2 separate regions of the Triticum aestivum genome follow, and region 1 is linked to region 2. A link is a contact called in public Hi-C data. All regions are on one chromosome and are shown on one strand. Each heading gives the region's core, a stretch centred on a gene start, on an enhancer-like site or on the middle of the called end of the contact. The rest is flanking DNA. Distances are from core to core; before and after follow the strand shown.

Region 1 (3,258 bases), core at 335-2,834, 240 kb after region 2:
CTGTCCAATCACTGTCAGCGAGTGCGTCCGGACGCTTCCGCAGGCATATAGAGGCTTGGATTAGCTAATCGTGATTGTAGATGCTCTAAGTCACTATGGTGCACCACTTATACATAATTTCAAGCAATAATATAGTCCTTCCGCTTTAAAATATAGTTTTTCTTAGGGTATTTTTCCAAGTCAAACCATGTAAACATTGCTTAAGATTATAGAAAAAAAACATCAACATATAAGATACTATCTCCGTTTCAAAATATAAGACATTTTTGTAGGCTAAAGTCAATCTAATGCCATTAGAATTCGTCACGAAGTATATTTTCATATGGTATGTATTTGGTATTCTAGATATAGATAATTTTCATGATAAATTATCAAAGTTTATAAATTTTGACTGGCATTAAAACCAATGCACACTATATTATGGGACGGAGGGAGCACCTTTTTTTATAGGGTCAATATTTGGTCAGGTTCCACTATTTTACCGGATAACGGAGGAAAAATGTATTAAACAAAAGTATATTCCATAACCTCTGGTATAGACTCTCGAACATAATAAAACACGCTTGAATACAAATCACACACGAGAAAATGTAAATAAAAACCGGGTAAAATCAGGCAACCAAAAGGTAAAATGCCGCTACAGTGCTGGTAATATGCACCTACGGTCTCCGCTCCTTTTGGCAATGTTGGGGCAGAAATAGGGTTTGGGCTCGTCCCGTCCCACAACACACCTGACCGAAGGAGCGGCCGTCCTCCGGTGTGTACCCCTCCCCTTCTCGTGAAAGGCTCCCCTGTCTCGGTTTCTCTCTCTTGGCGCTGTTTGGCAAACGTGGACACCCCGCCGGTGGGTGTTTGTGCGGCAGCCATCTGTAACGGACGAACGGACGGACGGACCCCCGCCCGCCCGCGCCCGGCTTCCCTCCTGCTCCTGCATGTCGCGTGCGCTTTATGCCGTCGTCTCTCTCCCCCCGCGTCCCCCGATGACCCGCTGCCGCTGAGCTGACATGACCACACGGTCACACTAGACCCACCCTACTTTCCGCGTGAGACCGGCCGAGCATCCGCCAAAAAAGTCCAAGCGCCCAGAGGCCGTTGCGAGGGCCGGCGTCACCGAGGCCACAGCGTGCAGCTGGATTTTTTCACCCACTCATTCATCAATCATCATTCACTCACACGGCAAAAAACACATGTAGTTTTTCGGTAGCAAACAACTCCTTTTATTTATCTTAATGACAAGTCTTTTCGGCGGAGGGAGTAACACAAACTGGCTTCTTTTTTTGTTTGTTTATTCCTTGTTGAGCGGGACCCACACCACAGCGCCCGGAAATAGCCAGGAGGGTTTATGGGCTGTGACAGCACATTGGGGAGGAGGGTTTAAACCCACACTGACTTCTTCTTCATTTTTTTCTTAAAATAAATAAAAGAAAAACATGCAAAATGCATCCAAAAACCGTAGCATCAGCGCATTTCGCCGGGGGGCCCTCGCCTCCCCTCCCTCCGTTCCGCCCAGGTTTGGAAATAACAACAAGAAACAAAACCCCTTCAGTTTCCCTTCTCCCAGACCCCCAACCCCCAGCCCCCGCCCCGCCCCGCCCCCAGCCAGCCGACCCCGACCCCGACCCCGAGCTCGCCCCCCAGATCCTCCCGGCCCATGGAAGCCCCCGCCGCCGCTGCCGCCGCCGCCTCCACCCTCTCCGCGCTCGCCGTCTTCGTCAGCACCGTTGACCGCGGTCGGCCCACGCCCCCACTCTCCCTCTCAATCGTTTTATTTTCCACCTCTTCTCCTCCGCCTCCTCGCGGGCTGTGGCGGCGCGCGACGTTTGTGAGTGTGTCCGTGTGTGTGACATTCCTCTGCCCATGCAGGTGCCGTGAGGAGCGCGCACGGCTACCGGGTCGCCGGCAAGGGAGGGGGCTGCGGCTGGGAGAGGTGGGTGGAGCGGGAGTTCGCCTTCACCCCCACCTTGGCCCGCGAGGTCCCGCTCCCCGCCGACGCGCTGCGCCTGCTCCCGGCGGATTGGCGCGGCCGCCCCGTCTACCGCGAGGGCCAGATTGCCGGGCCCTGGCGCTGCATCCTGGCATTCGATTTCGTCGCCGCCGTCGCCCCGCCGCCCGTGCCGCCGCCCGTGCTCTGCCCCTTCAGGTACGATCACGCGCAGCTCAATGCGGCGCCGATTCCTCGATGTCCACAAGTTTCCGCTTCTTCCCCCAACCTAATGTGCGAGTGCCATTGCCACTGAATGCTGAAAACTTCGTTTATTTTCCTTTTCAGGAACCCGAGGCTCATGTGTGTGCCTTCCCTGTACAACGACCTGACAAAGGTGTTCCAGTTTCAGAAAGTTGAAGAAAAGGTTCCAGGGCTCGTTCAGTGCGATTCAGATGAGAAATTGACCACTTCGGATGCAAAGGACAGAGTTTCTGTTAAGCAAGAGGCGGGGTCTGATACCGATGAGCCACCCCAATTTGGTGAAGGTGACTGCGTCTCTTCCACTGTGGTTTCGAAATCTATCAAATGTAAACCAAAATCTGGTACTTGTGCAAGAGTTTTTAATTAACGCTGCCGTTAGTGTGAAGTGGATGTTCCACCAGGGGTTTAGGGGTTTGGGCAATGCCAAATTGAGAGGAAGATCTCTATTTAGTGAATGGGTCAGACTGGTAGAGCAGAGTTAGGAATATGGCATATGATCTTTGTGTAAGACCCATGCATCCTATCCTCCTAGCATGACAATGGGCGGACTAGATAGCTACCCCTTCCCTGAAAAAGCAATACATTGGGCTATCTCCTGATTAATCTATCTATTAGTATGTTCTTATATAACGATAGTGGAGCAACGCCTTAGATTTATCAATCAGAGAATATTGGCTGAGGTTTATAGAAACTTGACAAGCCATGATTGAACAGCTTTGGTTACCACCCAAAAATAAGAGTCCTGATTGAATTGGAATAGGAAATCATCATGGAACAAGTAAACCAACAAAGAGAATAAAATTATCCAATCGCAGAGCTCAGCAAATCGATCGGAGAACTAGAGTAAGAAGGGCTTCCGGTGCTTGTAAATGAACAGCGAGATAAATTGGGAGATGTCAATAAAATTTCCAAAAGGAAGGAAGTGAAGGCAGAGGGTCACTATATTGCAAGCTAAATCATAGAAATAAACGAATGACTCATGACAAGATCAATACGAGCCACGTGAAGGGTCCCCTTCATTGGTAGCATCCAGTTGGAGCTGGCTTATAGTACAACAAAATCAGATAAAATGG
Region 2 (3,673 bases), core at 207-2,706:
TCTTGGAGCTAGTGCTCTCCTGATAAAAATGGAAAACAACATTATTACCCCAAAACTGATATTACTTGAATGCATAGTAGCATAAGCTTTACGTCACAAGATTCATGGCAGCGATAACACTACCTTCTTGTTCACCGCCTTGCTTGCTGGGGCATCTGCCTTCTTGCCGCCATACTTTGCCTTCTCCTAAACAAGGCATGCATTAACCAGTTAGGATCAAATAATTCATCTTTCCTTCACCAAACAGACGCTAAAGTTATTAAACAGCTCAGCAAGACAGTGGCAGATAAGGGGTAACATATTTCTGTTTTCCTTTTGCTAACCTTGCGTGAAATATTTTAGAACGCCAGAACATTGTAACGGAGACTGACGGCATTATCAGTTAAGGGTAACAGAGCACAGCTCGGGTGTTATTTTGGTAAGTTGCATCAAATATAACGGCACTGGACAGGTATCCACCAACATTATTAATTACACAAGCACCGCAAAAATCATATAAACATCATCCATATTCTAACAAACTGGCATTGTAACGGAGACTCGCTGTGTTATCATCTTGGGGCAACGGACTGCAAATTAGTTGTTTAACGCAACAGGTACGACAACCTAGTAGTATTTTGGCAAGTTGTGGCAAGTATAACGGCACCGGAGCAACTTTCCACAATATAAATTGCATAAGTAGCGCAAAAACCAGACAAACCTCATCCGACATGCTGCGCCACTTCTCCCCAGCCGCCTTGGTGACCTAAAAGGAGAGAAAAACAAGCAGCACATGCACACACTTATGAGCCATGGGCAATGGAAACGAAACCCTAGATGCAAAACCCTAAAAGCAAAACCCTATGGCAGGAGGGTGGGAGACTCACGGCCGCGACGCCCTTTGCCTCGGGGTGCTTCTCCATGTACTGTGGCCTGAACTCAGCCCTGCGGCCGAAGTTTCGAAAATTATTAGAGTACGGAGACGAATAGATCTGGGGGAGGAGGCGGGGAGGGAGGGCTTACAGGAAGGCGAAGAAGGGGGTGGGGGCGCGCTTCGGCTTGGCGACGCCGCCGGTGGCCGTCTTGTTCTTGCCGGAGGCCTTGAACCTGCAGCGCAGCACCACGGAATCATCAGCGGAAAAGGAGACCAAGTTAGTCGGTACGACCGAAAGCCATGAACGTTAACCCCGCAGGAAGAGGAGGCGGGGGAGCGGGAGCGGGAGCGGGAGCGGGTGACTTACGCGGTGTCTCCGTTGGCCTTGGACCTCATGGCGGCGGAGCGGGCGAGCGGTTAGGGCTTTGGGGAGGGTGAGGGCGAGGGCGTCGGTGCGGAACTGCTGCGGAGTGGGGAGCGGAGGGAATGGGACGGGGAAGGACAACGAAAGGGGGAGAATGCGACGTGTGGGCGTGGAGTGGCCGCGTTGCGGGGTGGTCATCGGTTTGCGATCGGTGGAAACCTGGGCACTGGGCCGAGAGAAACTGGACCGGCTCTGCACAGTTGCAAGGGTTCCAAGATTTCGTTCCGAGTAGCGATAATGGTTATAGTAGATGGCAATGGTATTCCGGCCCATCAGGATTTAAGTCCTCGTGCTTGCATTTATCTTAAATCTATTTCATGATTTTCGGTGATACGTGTTCAATGAAAGAAGAGGTTCTCGTCGACTACGAGGCGTTACGGTGACTTCTTAAAATCTCAAGATGATATATCGGCTCAGTCTCTCGGATATGCTCATAGGGTGTGGGTGTGTGCGTTCATAGGAGTGAGTGCATGCGCATATATATGAGCGCTTGTATCCGTACTGATCTTCAAAAAAAGATTTTGTCCCGAGTAGGAGCAGCCCGGCGCAAATTTTGCCGCTCTGGCCGAGCTGGCTGGCTATCTTGCCTTAAAAAACTGTTTTTTTAATAAAAAATTGACTGGCTGTGGGTACCCTCCCATGTATTGTAGGCCTTGCCCACCGAGCTCGGAGACACGGCCGGCCACGATGTTGGCGGTGGAAGCGAGCGAGGTGGAGTGGAGGCACCGGTGATGAACCGGATATGACTAAGTTAGGGTTAGGGATGCTTGTGGAGGAGGGAGTTTAGAGGGAACGTTGGGGGAGGTGGGGACGGACCATCAACGACGACGACTAGGACATGGCGATAAAGTGAGTTGGCATGGCATCGACACCAGTCGCGGGTGGCGGGAGACGATGGTTAGCAGCAATGCCGGTCGGTGGGTCTTACGGCAGGCGTGAGCTCTGATGCTAGAGGGGTTGAGGAGCTCAAGTGGCGAACAGGTGCGGCGGTGTCCAATTGCATACTATGGCGGGAAATATGGGCACCCTAGCCTCGCCGCCAACTTACGAGGTGAGCAGATTTACGAATGGAGGGAGTAGAGCCATAATTAGATCTTTGTTTATAGTGTGGGCCCGCCTTTTGACATGGCATGCTAGATAATCTCAAACTACGGGTCTTCATTCTCCTGACACTGACGGGTTTGTAAATGGTTATACTATGCAAATTGGGTTATGAGCAACTCGGCTGTGCTGTGTCGTAACTCGAGGACGCGCAATGGTATGCCGAGGAGGTGGCCCAAAAGGTATCATAATCGGGATGTGCATGGACGACCACATGTTGAGGAAGGAGGTGGTGGTCCCATAGTTTCATGGATTTGGGGTATTGTCCTGGTGACGTCTGGCCAACGAGATTGACTATCGACATGTGGAGCTTAGCAAATGACACATTTTCTCATGTAGCACGTGATACTTAGTGATCCGGGAACGGAACAGAAGTACCCCGCACATATTTCCCCAAAGAGGTGACCTTGGATTATTGAACCCGCGAGAAGAAGGTTCCCTTGAAGCGATGGTCTCTAGCAAGCTTCTGTGAAAGAAATAATTCTAGCTTTTGACCAGATCAATCAAACTAATTGTGATGAAACACTTATAATAAAAATAGGTACTGGTATGAGGTCTTTACAACCATGTATTTGTGTTGGGACCAAATATGATCTTAATTTGTGCACTGGAAGTCACCTATCGAGATGTGCTTGTTACGAACCGAAGTGAGGGATGTGTCCAAATAACATCTTGACCGGCTCGAGTCCTGCATCAAGAATCAATTGTCCAACCGAAGGCCCTATTCGTCGCGCGGGGTTGCCTCGATAATTAAGATTATTCTAATCAGATTAGAGCTTTGGGCATTTAATGACTACATCTCATGAATCCTCAAGGATTGGATCTATGTTACCATACTAAACCCTTTTGTCACTAGTGTTCAAAATAACACTTCACGTTCTCCCTACCCTTAGCCTCTCTGTGGCTCGCTCTCCATGATCTTGGATACCTACAGGGAACGGGGATGAGACAAGAGACATCCATGGAACAATTTTATTTCACACATATGGAACGTTAATTCAAAGCACTTCCATTGGCCCCCAGAATAAATACAAAGGGTTGCAAAGCCCATGCGTCAACCCGTACCTTATTGAACTACTCACACATGAAGACCAGATTGCATGAAGAACACATTAAAGAACGCATCTTAAAGATCGATTGATTGATAATATGTCTTACAATGGATGCCTTGTGTGATGCACGATTACAAGTACAATCTAGAGAGGAAGCACTATGGTGGCGATGGTGGCTATGGAGATGGAAATGGCGACGGCTAGGGTTGATGGGAGGGGATGAAGCTTTGTTCTGGCTTCGCT

The links. A called contact is a pair of places that touch in the nucleus more often than the background predicts.
Region 1: a Hi-C map of leaf shows a contact between it and region 2, with 7 times the contacts expected there. The contact joins the promoter of LOC123190056 here to the promoter of LOC780567 in region 2. A contact is called at or near these places in 3 of 5 Hi-C or Micro-C datasets (all in leaf).

Annotation. Positions count from the first base shown.
Region 1 is chr2A:663,532,022-663,535,279 of IWGSC CS RefSeq v2.1, forward strand. LOC123190056 (protein RKD5) reads left to right here and starts at 1,585. Exons shown (of 5, transcript XM_044602619.1): 1 at 1,585-1,730; 2 at 1,864-2,140; 3 at 2,270-2,469. The coding sequence starts at 1,652.
Region 2 is chr2A:663,296,451-663,300,123 of IWGSC CS RefSeq v2.1, forward strand. LOC780567 (DNA-binding protein MNB1B) reads right to left here and starts at 1,457. Exons shown (of 7, transcript XM_044602617.1): 1 at 1,221-1,457; 2 at 1,003-1,086; 3 at 867-924; 4 at 701-745; 5 at 124-186; 6 at 1-19. The coding sequence starts at 1,249.